2 separate regions of the Bos taurus genome follow, and region 1 is linked to region 2. Evidence: chromatin contacts called from public Hi-C data. All regions are on one chromosome and are shown on one strand. The core of a region is the stretch at or near the end of the contact, and the rest is flanking DNA. Distances in the headings are between cores, read along the strand shown.

Evidence for each region. A called contact is a pair of places that touch in the nucleus more often than the background predicts.
Region 1: a contact with region 2 is called in a Hi-C map of an unstated tissue, with 4 times the contacts expected there. The contact joins the enhancer-like site here to the promoter of HNRNPLL in region 2. A contact is called at or near these places in 2 of 11 Hi-C or Micro-C datasets (8-cell embryo and an unstated tissue).

The regions. Positions count from the first base shown.
Region 1 is chr11:21,061,435-21,068,064 of ARS-UCD2.0, forward strand. The region is part of intron 4 of GALM (galactose mutarotase); the gene reads left to right. Among named protein-coding and RNA genes, the nearest start is that of SRSF7, 27 kb to the right of the region's middle. Within about 2 kb of position 4,372, at least 20 of the 102 cell types and tissues checked have an H3K27ac peak or open chromatin away from gene starts, as enhancers often do.
Region 2 is chr11:20,944,072-20,951,389 of ARS-UCD2.0, forward strand. It overlaps HNRNPLL (heterogeneous nuclear ribonucleoprotein L like), which reads right to left and starts at 3,945. Exons shown (of 13, transcript NM_001076900.1): 1 at 3,507-3,945. The coding sequence starts at 3,692. LOC132346554 (a long non-coding RNA gene) reads left to right here and starts at 2,593. Exons shown (of 3, transcript XR_009496389.1): 1 at 2,593-3,333.

The DNA.
Region 1 (6,630 bases), core at 3,122-5,621, 120 kb after region 2:
TTTCTGACTCTAAAATCCATTCTGACATCTATTGAGTTTTCCCAGCAAGTGAACAGGATGCTCCTGAAGCCGGTAATAATAATTGGTGATGATGACTTCTGATATATCCTGTGACCAAGAGGACAGTTTGCTTAATCAGCTGTCATGGGGGCAATTTGCACTTTCTCAGATACATTATTTTCCTGCAGTTTCTCTGTGCTGTTGACTCGCTCAGATTAAGGCTAGCTTCTGTGTCCTTTCACATACTAGCTGTCCACGCTGCAAGAATATGGAGGAGTCAAAGCAGTCTGGAAGGAGGCCTGGTGTATTGCGCAAGGCCTTTACGACGCTGCTACAGGAATCTGCCAGGAGACACTCAGGCTGCGTTTCTTGACTAAACACCTCAGGTTATGGGACTGCAACATTCCAAAGGTGCATTTTAGCGTCAGAGGGCAGCTTGTTTTGTGACAAGTAGTGGGATAGGCAGAAAATACTCACCAGGCTATATAGATCAGAGATTCTTAACCAGGCATGTATCACTGGACTTTGGAAGTTTTAGGAACATTGTGTGTGTGTGTGTGTGTGTGTGTGTGTGTGTGCATTTTCTTGCAGAGAGAGCCCATAACTTTTAGAATATTCTCAAAGGAGCCCATGATTCAGAGACACTTAAAAAACCATTGTTTCAGACTAAAAAATCACTAAGAGAGAAAGTTTCAAAAAAGAGAAATCTTTTTTAATGAAAATGTCAGTGCTCTTTGGAGGAAGTAGTGTACTTTTCCTGTAGTATTAATAACTTAAAGACCATAATGAATAATTGTTCTGTTCTCTGTATTTCTGGAGTGTGTATGTGTGACAGACAGAGAGAGCACTGACTATATGCCAGGTGCTGGCCAAGAGGCACAAACCCCTTCATAGCATTCCCTCAGTTAAACGCCACAGTGCCAGGGACTTCCCTGCCAGCTCTGCTGAGGGCGTGGGTTTGATCCCTGACTGGGAAACTGAGATCCTGCAATCTGCATGGTTCAGACAAAAACAAACAAAAAGAAGAACAAAAAAATCACAGTATCTGTATTTGGTAGATAACACTATTAGCTCCAATTTTCTAAGTGGGAAAATTGAATTTTACAGAGGCAAAGAAATTTATGAAGGTCAGTTGGTAAGTCTGTCTAAATCCTAAGACATCTTACATAGATTCATAAGTCAGTGTATAGGACAAATCATAGAAAATAATTTTTGAATAACATAATTTTTTTTTACTCTTTATTTTTCAAAGGAGAAAAAATTATTAGAGAAAATTTCTTCCCACCTACCCTCCCCCCGCAAATTTTTCTAGAATGTCTATGCCAGATTTTCTTTTCTGTTTTCTCAAAATGGTTTTTAATTGTTATTATAAACAGGAGTTCCTTGTGCTGAGGACTGTCTGGAGGGATTCTGGTTTTCATTGTGCACTTATGTCACTGGGTTGTGTGAGATAAGCTAGAAAGGGGACCTGCCAAAAAGGAGAGAGCTAAAAAATGAATAAACATGAAGACCCAGTGACTCCTGCAGTGACCATCTGTTTATCTTCTCAGAGTCAGGCACTAGGGCCACCAGGAAGCAAAAAGAGTTATTTCAGATAATGGGAAGTTAAAAGCATGGAATTAAAATTCACCCCAGGTGAATTTTCTCAGTCAGGTACTGAGAAGAGCGTCCAGATGTTACGCAGAACATCATTTCAGTAGTCAGCATTCAGCCAGGAGCTCATGAGGACTAATTTACCTTCTGCTCTGTTTCTTAAGACTTTTGCCCCAAAAATTGTCAGAGCCAGGAGCCCATAGGATATGTATAACATAACTGTCTTGCCTTCACCCCAAATATGGACAACAAGAGTCCATTCCTGTGACAGATTTAATGCCTTGTGACAGAGATCTGCAATGTTAGAGAATCTTGTTTCCAGTAATCAGATATACATCATCTTCTTGCAAGATTGAGGAGCGGTAGTTGCCAGAGTGACACTCGCGTGACCACTCTTGTCCTTCACAGGTGATGGTAGTCCTATGCCTTTGTCAAGTTAGCCAGTTCCAACTTACCTTTCAGGATCAGCCTTGGGACACGTCTTTGGAAAACCTCTCCTGACCTCGCTGGCTGCACTAGCTGCTGCCGCTTCCTGCTCCATCAGGGTCCTCTGAACACCATACTCACTGCATCTGTCATACTCTCCTGTGAGTTTTTATTTTATCGTCCATCTCTTTCACCAGATTCTAAGTCCCATGAGGTCAGTTGTGGTTTTGTTTTAGTTTAATTAATTCATTAATTTGGCTGCCTTGGGTCTTAGTTGAAGCACTCGAGATGTTCATTGGGTCACGCGAGATCTTCTGTGGCTCTCAGACTCTGGCTGTGGCATGTGGGTTCAGTGGTTTCAGCGTGCAGACTTAGTTGCTCCGCAGCATCTGGGATCTTAGTTCCCTAACCAGGGATCGAACCCACACATTATGAGGTAGATTCTTAACCACTGGACCACCAGGGAAGACCCCCTGAGGTCAGATTAATGCCTGGTACATAAAAGATACTCAAAAAAGAGTGAGCTAACAAATTTATATTTGTTTCTTCCCTATGCAAAAGTAATTGCAAGGGTTAGTGTTCTTAAGGCAGAATCATCTAAAGGGACTTCTGACTATGTAAAAATAGCAAGGAGGGATAAATTCACTTCCTGTCAGGACTTGTCAAGTGCCAAGAGGTGAAAACATCCCAAGGCGGTACACTAGTTATCTATTGCTCTATAACACTTTATGATCTCTCACTGCGGTCAGGAATTTAGACAGGGCATATCTTGTCTCTGCATATTGATGTCTAGGACCTCTGTTGGAAGATGAGAGAGCCAGGATGGGAATCATCAGAAGGCTCATTCACTTGCCTGTCTGGCAGTTGATGCTGACTGTTGGTTGGAGGCTGTCAGCCAAAATACCCCTTTTGACATGGCTTTTCGATGCAACTTGAGTTTCTTAAAACTTGGCAGCCAGGCTCAAGAGCAGATGTTCTGAGGCAGACAGGACCAAGCCAAAGCCACTCTGTATTTAGAACCTGGCCTTAGAAATCACATAGCACCACTTGTGCCACGTTCTATTGGTTAAGGCAGTTACAAAGGTCCGTCCAGGCTTAAGGGAGGAAACAAGACTCCACCTCTCGGTGAAGGAGTGTCAGCATCACATTGTAAGTAGAGCCTGTGGGATGGATCTATCCTGGAGTGGCCATCTTTGAAAAATGCAGTATGCCACAGGCAGTCATGGGGAAAAGGCCAAGTTCCTCTAAGAATCCCTCATTTGAGAGAAGAGATATGAATCAAGGCAGATGAGTTTCATGAAGGGTGACTTTTTCCTTTACTTCCAGAGAGCCGGCAATTATAACTCTATCAGGAATGCAGATAGAGGAAGATTTAAGGCCTTGTGACAGAGATCTGGAATGTTAGAGAGTCCTGTTTCCACTGCTCAGGTCCACATTATCTTCTTGCAAGAATAAGGCAGCTGTAGCTGCTACAGTGACACCCCCATGAGCTCTCTTTGTTGAGCTACTCCATAGACTCGACCTTATTCCTGGCTCACTGTCACTCCAACAACACTCTTGTCATAATTCTTAATTATTTTATTATCCGTATTGATGATACCATGACCTTTCAGCTTCTTGACATCTTCTTGCAATGATCTTGTCCTCCAAGCTTTGCAGCTACTCACTCCTGTGGTCTGTGGGTCATACCCCCGACTTTGTTACTACCTCTTATCGCTGCCTTCTATTATCATAATGTAAGATGTCTGTTTCAGCTTCAATAATTCTTCAGTGCTACAAGAACCTGTAGCACTGATCCCACCACCCTGTCACTGTTCCTCACCTCCTTCCCTACTAAGATCAAAAGTCCATTATTCGGATCACCCCTTTTCATATGCTCTCAATGCCCTTCCCCTCTCTTTGTGTTCTTGTGTTCTCCTAACAAAGCCCAACCCTGACTAGTCCTATCCCTCCATGCTCTCTACCGTTGCCACCAAAAAGCTACTGTCTCACTCAGAATTCATGACAGCAACCTCAAGTGGGTCCTTAGTTGGGCTTGCAATCAGACTTTCCCTGAAATGGGGAAACAGAAGTACTGCCTCAGGCCACTCCCCTGTCCCAGAGCTATAAGGCCATATCTTTGGGTCAGAGCCCGGCATCTGCCAGGCATTGCTGCTCAGACCTTAGCACACATCCAGCCTTATTCAGGATGGTAAGAAATCCTTATCAGAAAGCAGCTTCTTGGGGACTTTGCTGGTGGTCCAGTGGTTAAGATCTCATGCTTCAAATGCAGGGCACGCAGGTGCAGTCCCTGGTTGGGGCCCTAAGATCCGACATGCCTTTGGAGTGTGGCCCAAAGAAAAAGAAAACAGCTTCTCTCTGCTGACACCATAGCTTTCTGGTGGCTTCAAAACCGAAGTCTGGTGATGTGACATCCTCTCTGAAGGCACCCTTTTCATTTCCGCTTCATTTTATGTACACTCAGCGTTGCTGAGAGAGCTATTTTCATATCTCCTTCTACTCTTAGCACCAGAGCAGGAACTCACGTATGCGGATAAACAGAAATTAAAACAACTGCACATTCATTTTCCAAATTCTTAGAAAAAGCAAGAGTATTTGGGGATTAAGGGTGGGAGGGGCTGCAGCCAAGTCCATCCAAGGGGAGGTGAAAAGTGCCTGAGTAGCGGCCTGGAGACTCTGACACGATGGAGACGCGTCACCTTGGGCAGGTCCCTTTAGCTGTCTGGGTCCCAACCTCATCTGCAAAGCGAGGGGACTAGATGAGGTAATTCCTAAGGTTCTTTCTAAATCTTTCATTCTGACTTTGTCACAGGATGCTACAACATTCACAGTTGCCCGTTTTTTTATCTGTTTACTTGATTCATTCATCAGGTTTTCAATCAAGTAAAGACTCTGCTTAATGCTCAGAAGATACAAAAATCAGTAGGACACATACAGTCCCTGCTCTTTAGGGGCTCACATTCCCTATAGATATATAGCTTGATATAATCCTAGAGTTATGCCTTAATGTGATGAATGTTTGGGGGAAAGTATGTTCAAAGTAGGATGAACAAAGTCAAAAAGGGGGTTAGTTCTAGCTGTGGATGATATATTCCCTCACAGAGGAAATAGCATTGGAGAATAAGCATTCTTAAATACCCTAGTGGACTTTGCCAGAATGGTGTGGGGGGCCAGAAAGCTCATTCCAGTTATAAGAAAGAGTCCAAAGACATAGTGAGTCTGGGAGACAAATACAAAAGTTTTCATATGCCTGACCACCAAGCACATGAGGGAGTGTGTCAGGGCATAAGGCTGGGAAAGATTCGATTAGAACCTTCTCTTTTTCTTCTTATTTAGCAAAAATCTCATTTTAGGATTATCCCCATTGTCTGATTTTTGAGTCAGGACTTCTCTGCTGTTCTTGAATTCTTACCCTCTCTAAGCTCTGCTTGTGTTATATATATATGTATTTCCTGAAATTTGGCCCATTTATTTATGCCATCTTCCTGAAAATGTTCAGGCATATCATTTATCAAATATTTCCATGTAATGTGGAGGGCAACAAATAATAGCAGCTTTGTTTTACAGAGAGAAAAACTAAAGTAAACACTGATTTGTAGATTGCACAACATCAGGTTAATAGACATGAAAGGTGCCCTGGGGTGCTTCCTTCATGAAAATTCCATGACTTTCTTTTTTCTTTAAACTCAAGAAAAGTAAATAATCTTGACTGACCCAGGCAATCGTATTAGGACTATCTTAAAAGGGTTAGATTTTGAGTCAAATACGGCTTTAAGAAAGCACTAAATATTGTGAGCACCATTTAAAGTTAGGAAAGAAAGCAAAACATAAATGATCACTTGGAATATGTGTTGGTAAGATTAAAATCTTGTTGAACCCATGAAAACAGCTGCTTTTTTCCAGTCTAACTGTTGTCTTTTTTAAAGTTTGTGCGGGAGATGGTTGGTCACCCAGACTTCAGAGGACAGTCGTTACAGCCCGGTGGGGTCACTACCACCCAGGATTTGATGTTAGAGATCCGACAAGTTCAGCCCTCAGAACTGCTCAGGGTTTAGAGGACTTGACTGAACTCCGTGTGGATGTCTGTACAGTAAGCTCTTTATATTGTGTCTCTAGCACCATCTACTGGGAAAAGAAGTGCCATTATTAGAATTACATTAGAAAGTGTCAGAAACCCAACTCAGGAAGCAGAGGAGAAAAGGGGAGGAAGGAGTTCAGAAGATTCTAAGAAACGGAGAATTGAATATATTATATTGAAGTTTCTTGTATACAGATGTAACCACTAAAACAAAAATACAAAGTTTCTAAATTATTAGGAACACACAAACACAGACCATATTGTAAAAGATTTTTTTTTTTAAAAAGCAACTAGAATTCATAAACACGCACCATAAAATACAGTGACAAACAAAGAACACTTATAATATACATATGTCTTCTTAATGCATGCGTGCTAAGTTGCTTTAGTCGTGTCCAGGTCTTTGTGACCCTATGGACTGTAGCCCTACCAGGCTCCTCAGTCCATGGAATTCTCCAGGCAAGAATATTGGAGTAAGTTGCCATGCCTTCCTCCAGGGGATCTTACGTCCAATCCAAGTCGCTTATGTCTCT
Region 2 (7,318 bases), core at 2,695-5,194:
AAATCCTGGATTCTTATTTTGATCTTGGCATTTTGCCATCTTACAGGTCTATTTATTAAAAGTTGAGAAACTTTTAACTTTCACCTCATCACTAATCACTTTAACAATTTTTGATTTGTCTTTTTAGTCACTAGCAAAATAGAGTAAAAGAAAAACTTAGAAGTCTCTAAAGTGAATTAGTACTCCATAAATTTTTATTGATATCAATCTTTATAAACACAGAATTTTTTCTAAGTAACCTCCCAATTCAATTCTTCAACTGGTTTTGCCAAGTGAAGAGCTAACATTCTGAAATCAAGCTGCTTTCTGCAAAGTTTTTTGGGGGCTCCAAAATCACTAGAGATGGTGACTACAGCCATGAAATTAACTCTTCTTCTTGGAAGAAAAGTCATGACCACCCTAGACAGCATATTAAAAAGCAGAGACATTACTTTGCCAACAAAAGTCTGTCTAGTCAAAGCTATGGTTTTTCCAGTGGTCATGTATGGATGTGAGAGTTGGACTATAAAGAAAGCTGAGCACTGAAGAATTGATGCTTTTGAACTGTGGTATTGGAGAAGACTCTTGAGAGTTCCTTGGACTGCAAAGGGATCCAACCAGTCCATCCTAAAGAAAATCAGTCCTGAACATTCATTGGAAGGACTGATGCTAAAGCTGGAACTCCAATACTTTGGCCACCAGATGCAAAGAACTGACTCATTTGAAAAGACCCTGATGCTGGGAAAGACTGAGGGCTGGAAGAGAAGGGGACAACAGAGGATTAGATGGTTGGATGGCATCACCGGCTCAATGGACATGAGCCTGAGTAAACTCCGGGAATTGGTGATGGACAGGGAGGCCTGGCGTGCTGCAGTTCATGGGGTCGCAAAGAGTTGGACACGACTGAGCAACTGAAGTGAACTGAAGCAGATAAAGATATTTACTGTTAATATGATCTTGAAGGCCATACCTGCTAAATTTAAGAACACAATTTACTCCACAAGAATAAAGTAATTGTATAATACACAGCATGAACCTCCATAAGCTTTATTCAAAATGTAGCCCAAAGAATGCAAAACACTCTGGGAGTTTTCGCTCTTCAAAGCAACAAGACACAAATTTGAAGTGTCTTAATTTCTCATACCCAAACTACAAACTTATTTCTCTTTACACCTTAAAAACATCATTTACGATGACTAATTCATCTTTAAATCAGGAGCATTTGTATAAACTTTTTCTTAAATACATCCTCTTTAAACCTAGTTATTATAAAAGAATCAAGAAAACCCATGAAAAGCCAAATAATGTAAATCTCTTAAGTCTTACTGCACACTTTTACAATCTTCCAGCTAGTGTTGAAGAGGTTACCCATCATTGTACCTAACATACATTTACCTAAACAGTTTGATCACGAAGTCTTCTGGGGCTAGGCTGAGGTGGAGTCAAACCCTTCTCAGTTAGATGAATTACCGTATTTCTGAATGATGATGCACTAGACAATAAATTTCTATTTAGGGCATTCCTGTCCTAGTAAAATTTTATTATGTACAGGTTTCCACAACCGCAATGATTTCAAGATAGTATCCAACATTACATGAAGAAAAATGTTTAAAAACAGGAAAAATAATCCGACATTAGATTCAACAGTGCAATATTGGCTCTACTATTAAATAAAAGCAATTCACACTCTCCTAAGACAAAAAAAAGCAGTTAAAATCTGAATTTTTCCTGCCTGGGTAATTTAAAAGCTGCATTAGATCACTGAATTACAATTTCAGGTTGTAATTCAGTGTAGGAAAGCACGAAGTTCAACTTTCACATTTTACAAAGAGAACTCAGAAAAGTAGTTAACTGACTTTACCAAGGTCACACATTGTATACTAGCTTTGACTCCCCAAGCCCTGCCCAGAGCTACTTCCACTACTAAATACAATTCACTTTGAATGTATTAATTATACTTTATTTTCTTCCCAACAGCTAAAATAATAGTATTGGCTTAATATTTAATCTGTTTTCAAAAACAATTTTTCGTAAACTGGTTAAAGTATCTTTCCAAGACACTCAATGGAAGACATTTCACGCCACCGCACAAAAACTCAACCAAGACTTTTGGCAAAAGAAATATGCTGATTCAATGCATCTAAATATCAGCTATAATATTCCAACATTCCTGTTTTCAGTTTCCACGATGGAGTTGATTTTGAACTAAAACTTCCTAAGAAGAAATGCACTTCTTTTATTCACACTTCCAAGTTACACTCTGAATATTCCAAATAGCTAGGTACAGAAGTTGAAAGCTGTATCTAGCCATAAGAAAACTATTTAGAGGAAGAAAAAGTTCCTTTTTTAAATGTCTTGCAACATAATCCTCTTTGTAAACTCTAAATTCTACTGACCAGAATTTTTTACGTTAAAATGCAAACAAGAGCTGAAAGACTTCTGACTTCTAATTTGCCTCTTATAAAAGGTGAAAAACATTTTAATCTGATATTAGAACATATGTGCACAATTCCGAAAATTTCAGGTATAGTTTTTTTTTTAATCAGTTAGAATGTGTTACATGTTTAAGGAACACCTAAGTCATAAAGACAGCTTAAGTGCACCAAAAATGGCAAAAAAAAAACTTTTGCTTTGCTTCGCGTCCTTAAAGTTTCCATTCAACTGAAGTTGAGTTACCACTTGCTCCGGATGAAACAATTTTCACATTCCTTCTGCCTCTATCTAAGCTTTTTGATGCGAAAAACAAGAATCTCGGAACGTGTGTCTGATGCAGTTCTGAGTTCAGTTTTATGGAACAAATTGGGAACAAACTGCCCAGGAAAAACTGAGATTTAAGATTCCTTTACTTTAAAGTAGCGGTATGCGAACACCTGCCAACACATTTTATTTTTAATCGAAGAGCCGAAAACTGTACTGAGCAATAACCATGAAACTGGGGAGCAAAGCATGCGCACCAGACCTAGCAGGAATAAAAAAAATATAATTAAACCTTGAGGGGAACTGGGTTGTGAGCTCCTCAGCGTAATCTGTCAGTGAGCCGAGGCTCTCCTCAGCATCTAGGCTTAGAGATCCCTGGGCGGAACCGACGCCACCATCCTGCGATCTAGACCAGCGCGCGGATGCTGCAGGCTGGGGGCTAGGGGCTGAAGGGAACCGGTTGTCCAACGCCCGTCAACCGCCTGAGGAGTTAAACTAACAAAGGGCTAATCACGCACCAGAGCCCCCCGGAGCGGAAGCAACGCCTCGCGCCACCCCCCTGCGCGCGACCCTCCCTAAGTTCAGGGCCGGCAGTGGACTCGCAGCGGGGCCTGCGGCCAGGCCGGGGCGGACTCGCGTTCGGGATGCTGGAAACAGGTAGGACGAAGAATAAAAGCCCGAAAGAGAAGAGTCGGCGCTTCCCGACCTGGTCAGCGCCGCAAAAAGGGAAAACGAGGAGGGCGAGAGGCCCCGAGGCCGAGTCCCAGCCGCGGAGCCCTGCTTCCCAGGGAGCCGCCAGACTCAGCTGACGGGGCGCCACGCTTTGTTACCGGCTGTGAGAAGCTCCGGCCGCCGCCGCCATCGCCCCCGCCCCGGGGCGTCGCTTCCCGGCGGTTCTCGCCTTCCTCGGCCGAGTAATCGATCTCCCCTTCCTCGGTCTTGAGGCGCTTGGCCTGGCTCTCGTAATCCCGGTCCTCCTCGTACGTCTCCCTGGGGGAGGATGAGGAGGAGGACATGGCGGCGGCCAGAGGGACCGGCCGGCAGGCCGGTGGGGGTGGCGGCGGGGCGCGGGCCTCGGACGCCGCCGGCCAGTCCCCGTCACCGGCAAGCGCCTCTCCAGCAAAGATCTGGGCGGACGAAGCGTCCGCGGGGGCCCCGCGCCCAGGAGCCGGGTGGCTGTGGAGGACTGGCGGGATGAGGAGGCGCCCCGGGAAGAGGCTCCGGAGCAGCCGCTCCTCTTTATCACGGGGCCGACATCCAGCCTCTCCCTCCTCCTGCGTCTCCGCTCCCAGCCCGGAGGAGCGAATCTAAGGATGGGGACGCGACCGTGGCTTCCGGTCTTCCCTCCTCCCCTAATCCGCTCCTCGCCGCCCAGGCCGAGCCTCCGCCCCCGCCTTCAAGGCAGCCGCCCGGGATCGAATCCAGCCGCAGCCCTCGGGAAGCGCCCCCCTCCCCAGTCCGGGCCTCGCTCCCTATTGGCAGAGGGAAAAGTCGACCAGGCTTCCAATTGGCTGTAAGGACTGTTCGTCAAAAGCTGCCCCCGGACCGGCCTCGTCCCCCCACCCCCTCCCAGCCCCTTCTTGAACTTGCGGCTGGCCTGCAAGTCCTGGCCGCGTAACGCCCGCCGCGCGCTGCGCGGGAACCGTTGCTACCCCGCGGCCGTTAGCGCTATTGCGCCAACCCTAGGGGAGGTGCGGAGTGAACCCCAGCGGACGAGGTGGCGTGCTGTGGGGCCAGAGCTGCGGGTGTTAACCACCCTCCCGCTAATTTAAATGCTTTTATTCTCTTCAAAAGAGAACATTCCTGCCGATACACCTCACACAGCCCTGAAACTACAGGGGGTGAAGAGAGAAAAGAGCTTAGAATCGTGAAAGTAGCCTTCTCCCCATGTTATGTTCAAATCTGATACAAGTGGGTGGACTCTCTCCCCTCCCCTAAGTAGATATTCCAGAACAGTCAACATTTCCTGAGGTGCAAGTCTGAGGAAGACGCTCCACTGGGGGTACTGTCCGTTTGATCAGTTAGCACTCCTGGGTCTTCTAGACCCTTCTTTCCTGAAGATACTGAGGACTTAATTCAAACTTCCATATAAAGTTTCATCCCAATCCTTTCCTTTCTGGGCGATCTATTTGTTTCATATTTCACATGATCATTCTTTTTGGAAGATAAGAAAGCCTATCAAAAGTGCTTGCCTTTTGGACCACACAGAGCTCATTTCCTCTGTGGCAACAGGCCTCCGCAAGCTTTTTCTCATCTTATAATAGGGCCCTTTATACCTACCTACCTGGAGAAGGCAATGGCACCCCACTCCAGTACTCTTGCCTGGAAAACCCCATGGACGGAGGAGCCTGGTGGGCTGCAGTCCATGGGGTCGCTAGGAGTCGGACACGACTGAGCGACTTCACTTTGACTTTTCACTTTCATGCACTGGAGTAGGAAATGGCAACCCACTCCAGTGTTCTTGCCTGGAGAATCCCATGGACAGAGGAGCCTGGTAGGCTGCTGTCTATGGGGTCGCACAGAGTCGGATACGACTGAAGCGACTTAGCAGCAGCAGCAGTAGCAGCATACCTACCTATTAGGATGTTCTGTTTTAAGGCCGAAAAGCGCTTGGAGACAGGAACTGGGCTCTTTTCATCTTTGCAAAGCCAGTTCCTGAACAGGCCCCTGCACACAAGTTATGCTCTCAGCAAAACGGAATGAGCGGTCTTTGGGAAATAAAAGTCCAGTGTCTTTTCAAAACAGGAAATGGCAAAGCTCAGGCAACCTAACTGCCTCTGTGACTTGAACCCTTGGAGGAGTGCCTAAGACCAAAATTCACTTGTTTCAGATATCCTTGTCCCTCAGATGCTTTCCTAAATATGGCTCTTCCTTTCCTAATGGTGTGGATCATTTCCTCCCCCAGCCTATTCTCTCTCTTTCCAGTTATTTCCTCCCAAAGAAAGCCATTTTTATTTATTGCTGACAGTGCTTTCACCTACAGTGTTTGGTACTTTATAATTTACACTGCTGTCATTTTAGGATCCAATTGCAAGTTTTTTCACAACACAGTACAGCTAGACTCAAAATTCGTGTGCGCCTGCAGGTATACACTGATAAACCAAAAAACAATTAGAATTTATTTTTTTAATTACTACAATAAAATGAAAGTAGACGTATCAAAGAGGAATCTCAGATGAAGAAACGTTGACAAAACACTGAGAACAATGAGCAGAGCCCAGTGGCCTTGTACAAACTTTCCAAATATCTTGTGTGATAGTGAACATATTTAAGTTCTCAAAGCCTACATCCAACCTATGGATTCAGTTCACTTCAGTCGCTCAGTTGTGTCTGACTCTGCGACCCCATGGACTGCAGCACGCCAAGCCTCCCTGTCCATCACCAACTCCTGGAGTTTACTCAAATTCATGTCCATTAGGTCGGTGATGCCATCCAACCATCTTATCTTCTGTCGTCCCCTTCTCCTGCCTTCAATCTTTTCCAGCATCAGGGTCTTTTCAAAGTAGTCAGCTCTTCGCATGAGGTGGCCAAAGTATTGGAGTTTCAGCTTCAACATCAGTCCTTCCAATGAGTACGCAGGACTGATTTCCTTTAGGATGGACTGGTTGGATCTCCTTGCAGTCCAAGGGACTCTCAAGAGTCTTCTCCAAAAGCTTCAATTCTTCGGTGGTCAGCTTTCTTTACAGTCCAACTCTCGCATCCATACATGACCACTGGAAAAACCATAGCCTTAACTAGACAGACCTTTGTTGGCAAAGTAATGTCTCTGCTTTTTAATATGCTGTCTAGATTGGTCATAACTTTACTTGCAAGGAGTAAGCGTCTTTTTATTTCATGGGTGCAGTCACCATCTCTAGTGATTTTGGAGCCTACTGTTTCTCCATCTATTTGCCATGAAATGATAGGACTGGATGCCATGATCTTTGTTTTCTGAATGTTGAGTTTTAAGCCAGCTTCTTCACTCTCCTCTTTCACTTTCATCAAGAGGCTCTTTAGCTCTTCACTTTCTGCCGTAAGGGTGGTGTCATCTGCATATCTGCTGCTGCTGCTAAGTTGCTTCAGTTCTGTCTGACTCTGTGCGACCCCATGGATGGAAGCCAACCAGGCTCCCCCATCTCTGGGATTCTCCAAGCAAGAACACTGGAGCGGGTTGCCTTTTCCTTCTCCAGTGCATGAAAGTGAAAGTGAAGTCGATCAGCTGTGTCTGACTCTTAGCAACCCCATGGACTGCAGCCTACCAGGCTCTGCTGTCCATGGGATTTTCCAGGCAAGAGTACTGGAGTGGGGTGCCATTGCCTTCTCCGTTGCATATCTGAGGTTATTGATATTTCTCCCAGCAATCTTGATTCCAGCTTGTGCTTCATCCAGCCCAGTGTTTCTCATGATGTACTCTGCATGTAAGTTAAATAAGCAGGGTGACAATATACAGCCTTGACGTACTCCTTTCCTATTTGGAACCAGTCTGTTGTTCCATGTCCAGTTCTAACTGTTGCTTCGTGGCCTGCATACAGATTTCTCAGGAGGCAGGTCAGGTGGTCTGGTATTTCCATCTCTTTCAGAATTTCCCACAGTTGATTGTGATCCACACAGTCAAAGGCTTTGGCATAGTCACTAAAGCAGAAATAGATGTTTTTCTGGAACT